Linked DNA regions of Mus musculus: regions 1 and 3 are each linked to region 2. Evidence: chromatin contacts called from public HiCAR-type and HiChIP or PLAC-seq data. All regions are on one chromosome and are shown on one strand. Each heading gives the region's core, a stretch centred on a gene start, on an enhancer-like site or on the middle of the called end of the contact. The rest is flanking DNA. Distances are from core to core; before and after follow the strand shown.

Region 1 (3,497 bases), core at 564-3,063, 940 kb after region 2:
AAGGAGCAGGATGCAGCCTGGGAGAGCAGTGATGTAGGAGGGACATGGGAGGTCACTGTCAGGGTTCCAAGGACGGGCTGTGTTGTCCTGTCTGTACATGAGGGAGTAGCAGGAGCCAAGTGAGAGGCCCAAGCCCACGAAATCGTCCCTCTGTGGACATCCTAGCAGGAAAAGTTCGTAAGAAACGATGAAGCTTCCAGAAGCCCTGTAACCTTAGGTAGTCAATCACAGACTTTCCAGGGTGGTCTGCTCTGACAGCCAGAGTTTTCTGACCGTGATCTTAACATATGTTCAGTGGCCCACAGCTGGATCATCTTCAAACTAAACCTTACATTTTGTGTAACACACACACACACACACACACACACACACACACACACACACTGCCTCCAAGCCTTAGCTCCTTTTTTAAAAGGGGGTGGGGGAGCCTACATCCTTCTTCCTTTATTTATTGATTACAATCCGTGCGGGGGAGTGCAGGCTCAGAAGACAGCTTGTGTGATTTAGTTTTCCCCTTCTCAGGGATCTTCTCCCATCAGGGATTGAACACGTGTCCTCGGGTTTGTTGGCAAGCCCCTTTACCTGCTGAGCCATCTCATGGGCCCTCATTTCTCTTTTTAATCACTGCCCCCCTTGCTCCTTTGGAGCGGAATGAATTGCCGGTAAGGAATGTGTCTGCCAGGAGGCCCCTATCTGAGCCTAGAGACTGACAAGTCTCAGTTACCTGAAGCTTGAACTGAAGTAACACACCGGAGCGGAGGGTTGTCCTGCCGTGCACACCAGGCCTCCTGTCCTGGAATACTAATGTGCCTGTGTTGGATGTGACAAAAATCAGGAGGAGTGGGAGAGAAACTTAAAAAGTAAGGAACTTTCTAGAATGTAACCGCCACCGACCCTGCGGTGTGGAATAATTGTCAAATTGTCAAATGTGTGCATAAACACATAAATAAGATGAATTTATTTTCATTATTCATCTTCTATGCTCTTTCCCTTATTTATGTTTTAAACAACAGTTACAGTAAATGTAACATTTTTAAAGGGGGTGGGGGGCTAGAGAACCTGCCATGGACAGAGAGATGATCAAGAAGCCCTGGTGTACCCCAAATCCTGTTTCTTCTTTACAGTCAGCAAAATAAAATAAAATAAAATAAAATAAAATAAGCCTTAACTGGAGTCGCACTCCATTCCCATGTGGGTGGCAGGTGCTGGTTTATTGCGAAATGTCACAAAATCAGAATGTCACAGAGTGAGACACGAACTGGTGGGAACTGTTTTCCCAGACTGGCTACCCAATTCCTCAGAGACGCAGGGGTCCCCCTGGCTAAGCCTAATTCTGAGCACTCTTGAATCACTAGTGATGTAAATTAGCCAGGGTGACCTGTCTGGCCAACCTGGCACTCAGAGTCCCAGACCCCTATGAGGCTGGTGCCATGTCTGACCACAAAGGCTGGGAGCATGAGTCACCAGCCTCCAGGAGCGGGATCCAGAGAACCTCAGTTGCCAGCACAAGGATACTAATGCACTGAGCAGTGAAAGCGAGCAATGAAAGCCATCAGGCCCAGCTACTACTGAAGGAACAACTGGCGTTAGCTTCGGACCTAGAGAAAGCCACGGCCTGCCACACACATGCACTGCGCAGTGCAGGGAAGTCCTCTGAGCTACTGGCTCAAGGGGCAGGCACAGCCCCACATGGCTCCCATTCCTCTGCCAGTGGAGAGGAAGACTTCACAAAAACCCAACGTTTACAATCTACACCCTCCAGTTTCTCACCAAAGTCTTCTCTTTCTGAGGCTGGGCTTGACCACGTGGGTTGCATTGGCCAATCAGATGTGAGCAATTGTGTCAGCCAGGTTCCTCAGAAGGTATTTGCTCCTCTGTGGTTGCAGTTGGAGGGCGCACAGGCCAGGAGGGTGTGGGGTGGGGAGCAGACCCCAATTCTACTGTCTCTGTTGGCTATTCGTGCCACTCAAGCCTTGGGCTCCCTTTGTATACTTTGTAAACCCCTGCGTTTGTTCTTCGGGCTGTTCTAAGAGGCACTAGTTTGCTTTTCCGTTGCTGTGGCAAAATACCATGACAAAAAGCAACGCAGACCATTCCGGTAGGGAGCAGGGCACCAAGCAGTAGGCACCGTGGCAGGAACGAGAGGCTGAGAGATTACATCTTCAACCACGTGCAGAAAGAGGAGAACGGAAGTGGGACAAGGACATAAACTCTCAAAGCCCACCTCCCAGTGATGTATTTCCTCTAGCAAAGCTCATGTCCTAAAACAGTGCCACCAACTGGAGACTCTGGGTTCAAATGCATGCACCTCTACCACTGGAGAGATCTCTGGAGGTGGGGCAGGACTGATGACTCAGCGGTTAACAGCGGGGGGGGGGGGGGGGGGGGGGGGGGGGTTCTATTGCCAAGAACCGAGGTTCAATTCCCAGCATCCACACCAGGGAGTTCACAGCCGTTCCTAGGGGTCCAACGCCCCCATCTGGCCTCCATGGGCACTGCACACACGGTGCACATGCATAACACTCAGGCACGTGTGCACACATATAAAATAAGAGGACATCTAGAGGGGAGTGAAACTACACCAGAGGTTTGCAAAGGACACTTTGTAAATGCCACACTGTTACACAAGTGTCCACTGGAGACTCGGAGCTAGTCTCCCAGTGCCAGGGGACACTGTATAGATCAGATCGCAAAAACACTGCCTGAGGGAAACTCGAAGCCAGTCCCCCATTTTGCTGAGGTCAGACCCCAAGCCTCAACCTCCCTTGGGCTTCCTGGGTCCCCTGGGTAAATTCTTCTTGGCTCTTCTGGCCCGTTTCCTAGGTAGGCTGACAAAAGGGAAGAGTGGTCCTTGGTGATAGGTTCCCCTGTTGCTTGATGACTCTCATTGCATCCAACAGCTCTTTAAAAGTTCCTATATTGAAATATTTGACTTACAGAGGGGAAAGCAGATGCAAGCACACATGGAAAGTTCAAAAGAGAGACAGATGGAAAAGCAGTGGAGAGGCTTGTCACTGCTGTGGGAGGCCACCCTGCCACAGGCTTTGTCACTGCTGTGGGAGACCACCCTACCACAGTCTAACGACCAAAGCCAAGAAATCGGTGCTGACAGTCTAGCCACCAAACTTCAGAACATGTTTGAATGTTCCCACTTCTTAGTCATTTTCTTTGCTTTCCTAGGACCTAACTCAGGATTTCAGGTTAGATTTAGCGGCCACAGCTACTTGGTCCTTACCACTAAGTCTTCCCATGTTGTGCTGTATTCTGTTCTGATCGGTTAATTTAATATTTCATGTTGTGTGTGGAGACCACTGAGTGGCCCACTTTATTGGTTTCTACCTTATTCCCTTGAGACCTCTCGCAGAACCCAGCAAGCCTCTGCAATCCACCTGTCTCCACCCCCACGACACTGGAGTTAGCAGGTGCCTGCAGCCACGTCCTGACTTTTACATGGCTACTGGGGATCCCAGCCCTGTCTTCTGCTTAGTCAGCCAACG
Region 2 (3,497 bases), core at 265-2,764:
CATAAGAGAGAGGAGAAAGTCTGACAAGACGGAGACCGCTAATGTGTGAAGGCTGAAGCGACGGAATTAAAGTGCTGGAGACCGGAATTAAATGCAAAATGAATTCGGGGAGGAGATTAATAGAAAATTATAAAGGTAAATGAGTTCGGTTTCAGGGTTTCAGAAAACTTTAGATATCTCATTATTTTTCTTAGCACTTAAAGAGAGGCAGAGAAAGACAAATTAAAACTGGGCATAAGCCATACTGGAGTGAGTGGGAGAACCGATAATTTCCTTACCTGAAACCGCCCCTCCCCGTATTCCCTAGACTTGACCTTCAGTTATTCAGTACCACAAAACAGCCCCCAGTGTAGCAAGTCCTCCCAGAGTCCTTTGCAGCACACTGGGGCTGTGAATCTAAGTTTTTGTTTAATTATGTGGGAATATATTTAAAAGGAGCCGACTCTATGCCTCTCTCCTTCCATTCTTCCGGATCGTATGATACCTGATGGCAGCGGGTACTTCCAGCAACAGTTTTGGACCACTTGATGGTCATGGGAAGGAAAATTATATGGAGAAATGACAGGGTGGAAGGAGGCTGGGACACTGCTGCTGTGACCCCGGGTTTCCTAGTTCCAGACTTAAAAAACTCCACCCGATGTGATTTTGAGTTACATCCTCCAAGTCAAAGGAGATGTTATTGGAGAGAATTTCTGCCTTCAGACCTGAGCTTCAGTGGCAGAGGCGGGGTTGTGGTGGGGGTGCTGAGGACGTGACCCTACCGTGAACCGAGGCTGATGCCAGAGGCCAAAAGACTGTAAGCCAGAGTCTACTCCAATTAAAATATGCGGGGGCGGGTGGGGTGGTGGTGGTGTGTGGGAGAGGCAGGGGAGGGATGGGGGAGGCGTAGGTGGGGCTGGAGACTGGTGACGGGGGTGGGGGGGTGGGGTGGGTGGGGTGGGTGGGTGGGGGAGTGGGGGTGGGGGTGGGCCAGGGGTTGGCGGTGTCTGAGGCCATGGTTCATTTGGTGAAATATTTGCCTTGCAAGCACAAGGACTAGACTTCCATCCTCAGAACCCATGTGAAAAACCAGGCATGGTGGTGCATGCTTGCAATCCCAGCACTGGGGAGGCAGAGGCAGAAGGACCCCTGGGCTTCCCTGGCTGCCTGCCTAGCTTACATGGAGAATTATAGGTCCGTGAGAGGCTACTTCTCAAGCCAAAGGGGGAAGGCATCTGAGGGATGACCCCCAAAGTTGGCACACAAACACAGAGAAGAAAAAGCCCATTTTTTTTAAAAATTTGAATATGACTTTGCCTAGAGGGAGCGACGTTTTAATTTCCTTATAGATCAGTACGATCAGGTACTTTGAAAAGTTTTTTTGTTTCTTTTTTTTTTTTTCTTTCTTCTTATAGAAAGACAGAGTAAACGTCAATGCTGCTGACCAAGGTGCGCTTCTCTCACTTGTTTATAGGATCTTGAGGGAGGGCGATGGTGTCCCTGTTGGAGAGGGGAAGCAGACGCTGCATGAACTTTGACCCCATCCTGTTGCCGGCTCAGTATCTCCACTGTGCTCCCGCTCTGTCTGTTGAGGCAGGATCTCATGTAGCCCAGGCTGACCTCCAATGTAGCCAAGGATAATTGTGAACCCCCGGTCCTCTTTTCTCTCTCTCCCAAGTGCTGGGATCACAAGGCAGTACCCTCCCCCAGTTTTATTTGATACTGGATAGAATCCAGGGTTTTACACAGGCAATGCAGGGCCCTACCCTTGAACTCCAGCATGCCCTGCCCCCATTTCCTCTTCCTATCTGTCTACCACAGCAGTAGGAAGGTCCGGGACATTTGTTTGCTCTTCAGGAAACACCTCCCATCTTGGCCGTAGAAGGCATTCTTTGCCCTCAATCCAGATTGAATTTCCTTTATCCCGAAAAACTGGTGACTCACGGAAGTGTTTCCAGAGTGAACATGGTTAGAACTTCTCCAGAACCCTTGGGGGAGAGAATCTTCTAGGCTTTCCCTTCTTGTGTTCTCCAGTAAGTCTCCACAGCATGCATGCCTCTGAGCAGCACTGACTCCTCCCGTGGGTTCCAGGGAGTCTGTGATTGCACGCACCAGGCAGCTTTCTAGTTCCTCCTTCCCACCACTCCGCAATGTTTATTCTCTGAGTCGTTAGTCATGTGCTGGGCCATGGAAATACAGCAGTGACTGAAACCTGCAGAAACTGGTTTATTCATGGCTCTGCCAGTTTGCTGATTCTTAACACGCCCTTATGGGGCAGTTGGTTACTACGACTGAATGGTATATTAGAACGATATTGGGGTTATTTAACTGGCCTCAGATTTTATGTAATTTCCACTTCTGATCTCGTAGATATAAACATGCCGGTGAAACTAACAACAGCCAGAAGAACAACTCCAGACGCAACAAAATGACAGGAGCTATGGAGGCTGAAGTAGAGGGCCCTCAAGGGATGGGGAAGATGGTTCTCAACTGGAAACTAGACTTTCTCAATAAATATGAATGGTGGCTTGGCTATGTCTCAGTTCCTATTTGTGAATGTGGAAGAAAAACTATTTGGTAAATGCAATAAGGGAAGAAATGGTATTTTAAAACAGAAGCCAGGTGGTTGTGGCCCACACCTTTAATTCCAGCACTCAGGAGGCAGAGGCTGGTGGATCTGTGTGAGTTCAAGGACAGCCTGGTCTACAGATCAAGTTCCAATATAGCCTGGGCTACACAGAGAAACCCTGTCTTGAAAAACCAAAGACAAAACAACAACCACTACCACCACCAACCAACCAACCAACCAAAACCAACCAACCAACCAAAACCAACCAACCAACCAAAACCAACCAACCAACCAAAACCAACCAACCAACCAAAACCAACCAACCAACCAACCAAAACCAACCAACCAACCAACCAACCAACCAACCAACCAACCAACCAACCAAAGCCACCCAACCAACACCTAATAGATAGAAGTTAGCAGGCTGTGTGGAAAGTGGAAGTTCATGAAAGACATGTCCTTTCCTCACAGGAGACTGCAGCTCCTTCAGGCTTCCGACATGGACTGAAGACAGGGGCCTTTGCTGGCATCCTCCAGGCCTTCAGAACAAGGTTGAGACTGCCCAGGCACCCAGCCTTGTGAACCGAATAACGAGCAGGTTTCAGCCTCTTCAAAGTGAAGACAGCCAGTGTTAGCCCGTCTAACAATCCCTCTTTCCTATGCTGGCTCCAACCATGGCTGGCTCCTTCGCAGGGCCTGAGGGCCATCTGGGGGGTCACTCTGGGGAATGGCAGTGCACACTTGGCCCTGAGGATGCCACGCCTGTCTTCACAGCAGAAACTCTACATACAGTTCTGTCTCTTCCTCTTTTTTTTTTTTTTTCTTGAGACAGGGTTTCTCTGTGTAGCCCTGGCTGTCCTGGAACTCACTCTGTAGACCAGGCTGGCCTCAGAGATCTGCCTGCCTCTGCCTCCAAGTGTTGGGATTAAAGGCGTGCACCACCACTGCC
Region 3 (3,704 bases), core at 964-3,463, 630 kb after region 2:
GGATGGTGAGTGTGGTGGCTGGGATGGTCCAGAGACTAACCATCTCTCAAAGCAGAAACTTGTTTTATTGTATCAGTCTTTTGTTTATATAGGGTTGAGGAAGGAGGTGGGGATTTTTGGTGAGGCAAGATGACATGGGGGTGAGGAAGAGTGACAGAGCGTATAGGGTGAGATGATGTATGGGGTGGTGTGAGATGACAAGGGATGTGGGGTGATCTCATGGGGCCTATAAGAAATTGGCACATCAGCGGTAGCTAGGCAGAGGCAGGCTTACACTGGTCATGTATGGAAGTGACTGAGACAGTTTTCAAAACTTGAGCCAGGCTTGGATTTGTCCTCAAGGTCCAAACCAGGGACAAATAGGGCCCAACATCCATCCATCCACCCATCCACCCATCCATTCATCTATCCATCCACTCATCCATATACTCATCCATGCATTCATATATCCACCTACCTAACCATCCACTCATCATCTGTCCATCTATCCATCTACTCGTTCATACATATGTAAACCTACCTACCTACCCATCTGCTCATCACCCATCCATCCATCCATTCATCCTTCCATCTATCCACTCATCCATGCATGCATACATCTACCTAACCATCCATCCATCCATCCATCCATCCATCCATCCATCCATCCACTCATCCATGTATTCATACATCTATCCACCCACTTGTCCACCCATAATCTATCTATCTACTGATCCATTCATCTAACAATCTATTTATCTATCCCATATGGATAGAAACACATCTGAAATATAATTCATATTAAAATGGTTTTTTTTTTCAACGCTGGGATATTGGATGGTTTTAGGGGTTTTTTTCTTAATGTTTTCTTTTCCTGTTACTTAACTACAGTGTGAGTCACTTTTAACAATGAAATTATTATCTCTTAAAAGGAAGAGGCTGATATGGGATGAACTAATGGATCCTTTTCAACAGTCCAGCCTGGGAAACTATTCTGAGAGATGAACAGAGTGATTCTTGCACACTATTAACTCCATCTGCCAAGTGGAAAACATCCCTCTGTTTTCAGTTTGGGGTCCAGGTTGATGGATGGGACTTTTCCATTGTGAAATATGCATGTTTAATTATCATTTCCACTGACCTCAGTGTTTGTACTCACAATATACATCAGCTGAATGCACAGGCTATTAATCACAAGGGTTCTGTTCAGGGTTTCTCTGGGCCAAGCTTTCATTGCATACTTTAGGATATCCAAAGTGTGGACACTACTGTGTCTGAGTTCCAAATTTCAAGAACGGACAAAAAGTGACAGGCATGGCTTTCCAGTTCCGGGTCTTACATGTCACTATGAGGGAGGTTACCTTCTGCTCAATGTCACCCCCCTGTGGGGCCCTCCTTGATGACTTTTGAAGTTAAATATATATTCCCTTGATTAAAATACTCTTTCCTTCTTTTAAGAATACTTTTAGTAATGTTTGTCTGTGTGTGGGGAAGGGGTGACATGCAAGCCAAAGCTTGTGTGCATGTGGAGGGCAGAAGATAGCTCGTGGGAGTCAGTTCCTTCCTTCTGCCATGTGGGTCCTGGGGTTCAAACTCGGGCCATCAGACTTGGCATCGAGCAAGCGCTTTACCTTCTGAGACAGATCATTTGCCTAGTGGCACACTCTTTGACTGAGAAGCTAAGTGTCTTTTTCCTCATTGCACACCTTTCGGTATTCAAATATACTTGAGACAGCACTGATGAAATGGAATCCTTGTATATCTTGAGCTTGTATATCTTGTATATCCTTGTATTTTGAGCTTCCCTGAAAGGGATGATCAAAACTCTGGCCTTTGTGTTGACCCAGGGCCTCAGTTTGTCCTTTTGGAGAGAACCATTCAGAATTCAAGTCAAAGAAAGTGGGTTTAGTGTTAGGTTGAAAAGAATCTGTGACAAATGCAACAGTAAAACAAGCCTGGAATTTTTAATACTTCTATTTATTGGAATAGGTATGGACTGGAGAGGCAGACAAAACTTACACAACAATGAACAAGGGAAAGGAAAACTGTGGTTGCTGTGTCTGAGTTCCAGGGACTCTTAATAAAGGCATATTCCGATTGGGAAGAAACAGAAGCCTATCTGCGCATACAAATGTAAATCACTTCTTTGAAACAAGGTCTTTAAACACCTCACCCCTCCTGGGCCAGGCATGCGGGTCACATGCTTCCTGTGTCTTCAGAGCTGGGCTCCACTTATTGGGAGCCACTGCAGGAGGGAGGACTTGTTTGAAACATGCTTGACTCCCCCATCAGAGCCCTAGCCCCTCCCTAGGTGTTTGGCCTCAAAGGTCAGTGTTTTTCCCAGTCCACCACAGCTGGTTTATGTCTGCTTTTGCCACCGGCGTTTCCACCAGGCGGAAAGCTTTGAAAAGGCTCCAGTCACATTTTGAAACTTCATGACAAAAAATTGAATGTCATCCAGAGACTAGTTTAGGATTTAAACATCGCTGTCAATCTAGGCTGTCACCACCACGAGATTTTTTACCCCGACGATAGATCACGGTGATGTGCTGGCCCTGACGGGTCTTGGACTGTTAAAACGATTGAGAACGGAATCTACTGGGCCATGCAAATAAATAAAAAGAGACAGGGAGTGTCAACCCTTGATGTGATTGCCTTCTTGGTTGTCAGGTCCTGGATGTTTCCAACCAGGCGTTTCCTGTTCTTTCCCGGTAACAGTCTGTGCAATGGGAAACAGAGGAAGTGGGACCTCCACTTCCTCACCAGTTTGAGGGTTGATAGTTTTGATCATTGAATGGCTAAAGGACAGACTAAAATGGAGACACCATTAGAACTGAAGTCAGATTCCAAAAATGTGTGTCTGTGGACAGAAAGAACAGGTCACAGACGCTGATTGCTGACATGAGCTGATCTAGGCAGGCAGAGAAGGAAGTACAAGGGCCAAGTGAGAGGAATCATGGAAGACGGGATGTAGAAACTTTAAGATGGAGGAACGTAGACATAGAAATGGTTGGATGTAAATGGGAAGGTGTGGTAGACATGTGAAGGGCTTGGATGGAACGGTCTAGGCACAGGAAGCAAGCCACCATGACTGACAAGAACTAAGCCACCCCTAAGTCAAGAAAAGATCAGAATGAAGATGTTAGTGGCAATGGAGTAAACGACCATCGCCACCAGCAAGGGGACTCATGGAGCACTCAGGATTGGAGATATTCAGTTTTCAGCCAGGGAGAACCCAGGAAGGACAAACAAAGACAAACTGGTTGGTTCTGTGGGTAGGATGTAGGCTCTTCCGGGACAGTGTGAGAAGGAGCTAGTGATGCACTTGATCAGTTAATAGCCCGGCACCAAAACAGGCAGATTCCCTGGTCACCTCTACAGGCAGGATCCTTGCTATCTATTCCATGACTTCACTCTCCTCATTTGTAGCGAGAGGTGCTTGCGCCAGATGGGTTTCCAAGGCAGTTCCCAATTTGGGAGAGAGTGGTTGGGGGCCCTGTGAGGAGGCACCCTGTTTTAGGAAGATTCATCTGGCCCTCTGGCAGTGGCTTATAAAGAAGGCTGATGAATCTTCACCAAAACAACAAGCAGGAGATGAGGGGAGATGATGGGACATAGAGGAAGGGTGATGGTCACCAGGGACCCTGGGGGACTTGATGGCTTAACTTGCAGCCAACCATACAGTTTCCAAATTATGTGGTGTTGGAAAGGGTTCAAATGCAAAA

What was found. HiCAR-type assays count read pairs that join an accessible place to other places. HiChIP or PLAC-seq counts read pairs in DNA pulled down with a chosen protein or histone mark.
Region 1: a contact with region 2 is called in a HiCAR-type map of embryonic stem cells, with 6 times the contacts expected there. The contact joins two enhancer-like sites. A contact is called at or near these places in 5 of 115 datasets of contacts at active chromatin or transcription factors (embryonic basal ganglia, embryonic forebrain and embryonic stem cells).
Region 3: an H3K27ac HiChIP or PLAC-seq map of embryonic stem cells shows a contact between it and region 2, with 6 times the contacts expected there. The contact joins two enhancer-like sites. A contact is called at or near these places in 8 of 115 datasets of contacts at active chromatin or transcription factors (cardiomyocytes, embryonic basal ganglia and embryonic stem cells) and 1 of 9 other capture datasets (embryonic stem cells).

The regions. Positions count from the first base shown.
Region 1 is chr2:170,041,203-170,044,699 of GRCm38.p6, forward strand. It overlaps a transcript of Tshz2 not described here. Among named protein-coding and RNA genes, the nearest start is that of A630075F10Rik, 28 kb to the right of the region's middle. Within about 2 kb of position 1,814, at least 24 of the 459 cell types and tissues checked have an H3K27ac peak or open chromatin away from gene starts, as enhancers often do. A contact at or near this core is called in embryonic stem cells, where this site is marked.
Region 2 is chr2:169,099,952-169,103,448 of GRCm38.p6, forward strand. No RefSeq gene overlaps it. Among named protein-coding and RNA genes, the nearest start is that of Gm52536, 22 kb to the left of the region's middle. Within about 2 kb of position 1,515, at least 4 of the 459 cell types and tissues checked have an H3K27ac peak or open chromatin away from gene starts, as enhancers often do. A contact at or near this core is called in embryonic stem cells, where this site is marked.
Region 3 is chr2:169,726,583-169,730,286 of GRCm38.p6, forward strand. All of the region lies in intron 1 of Tshz2 (teashirt zinc finger family member 2), which reads left to right. Among named protein-coding and RNA genes, the nearest start is that of Gm34344, 61 kb to the left of the region's middle. Within about 2 kb of position 2,214, at least 22 of the 459 cell types and tissues checked have an H3K27ac peak or open chromatin away from gene starts, as enhancers often do. A contact at or near this core is called in embryonic stem cells, where this site is marked.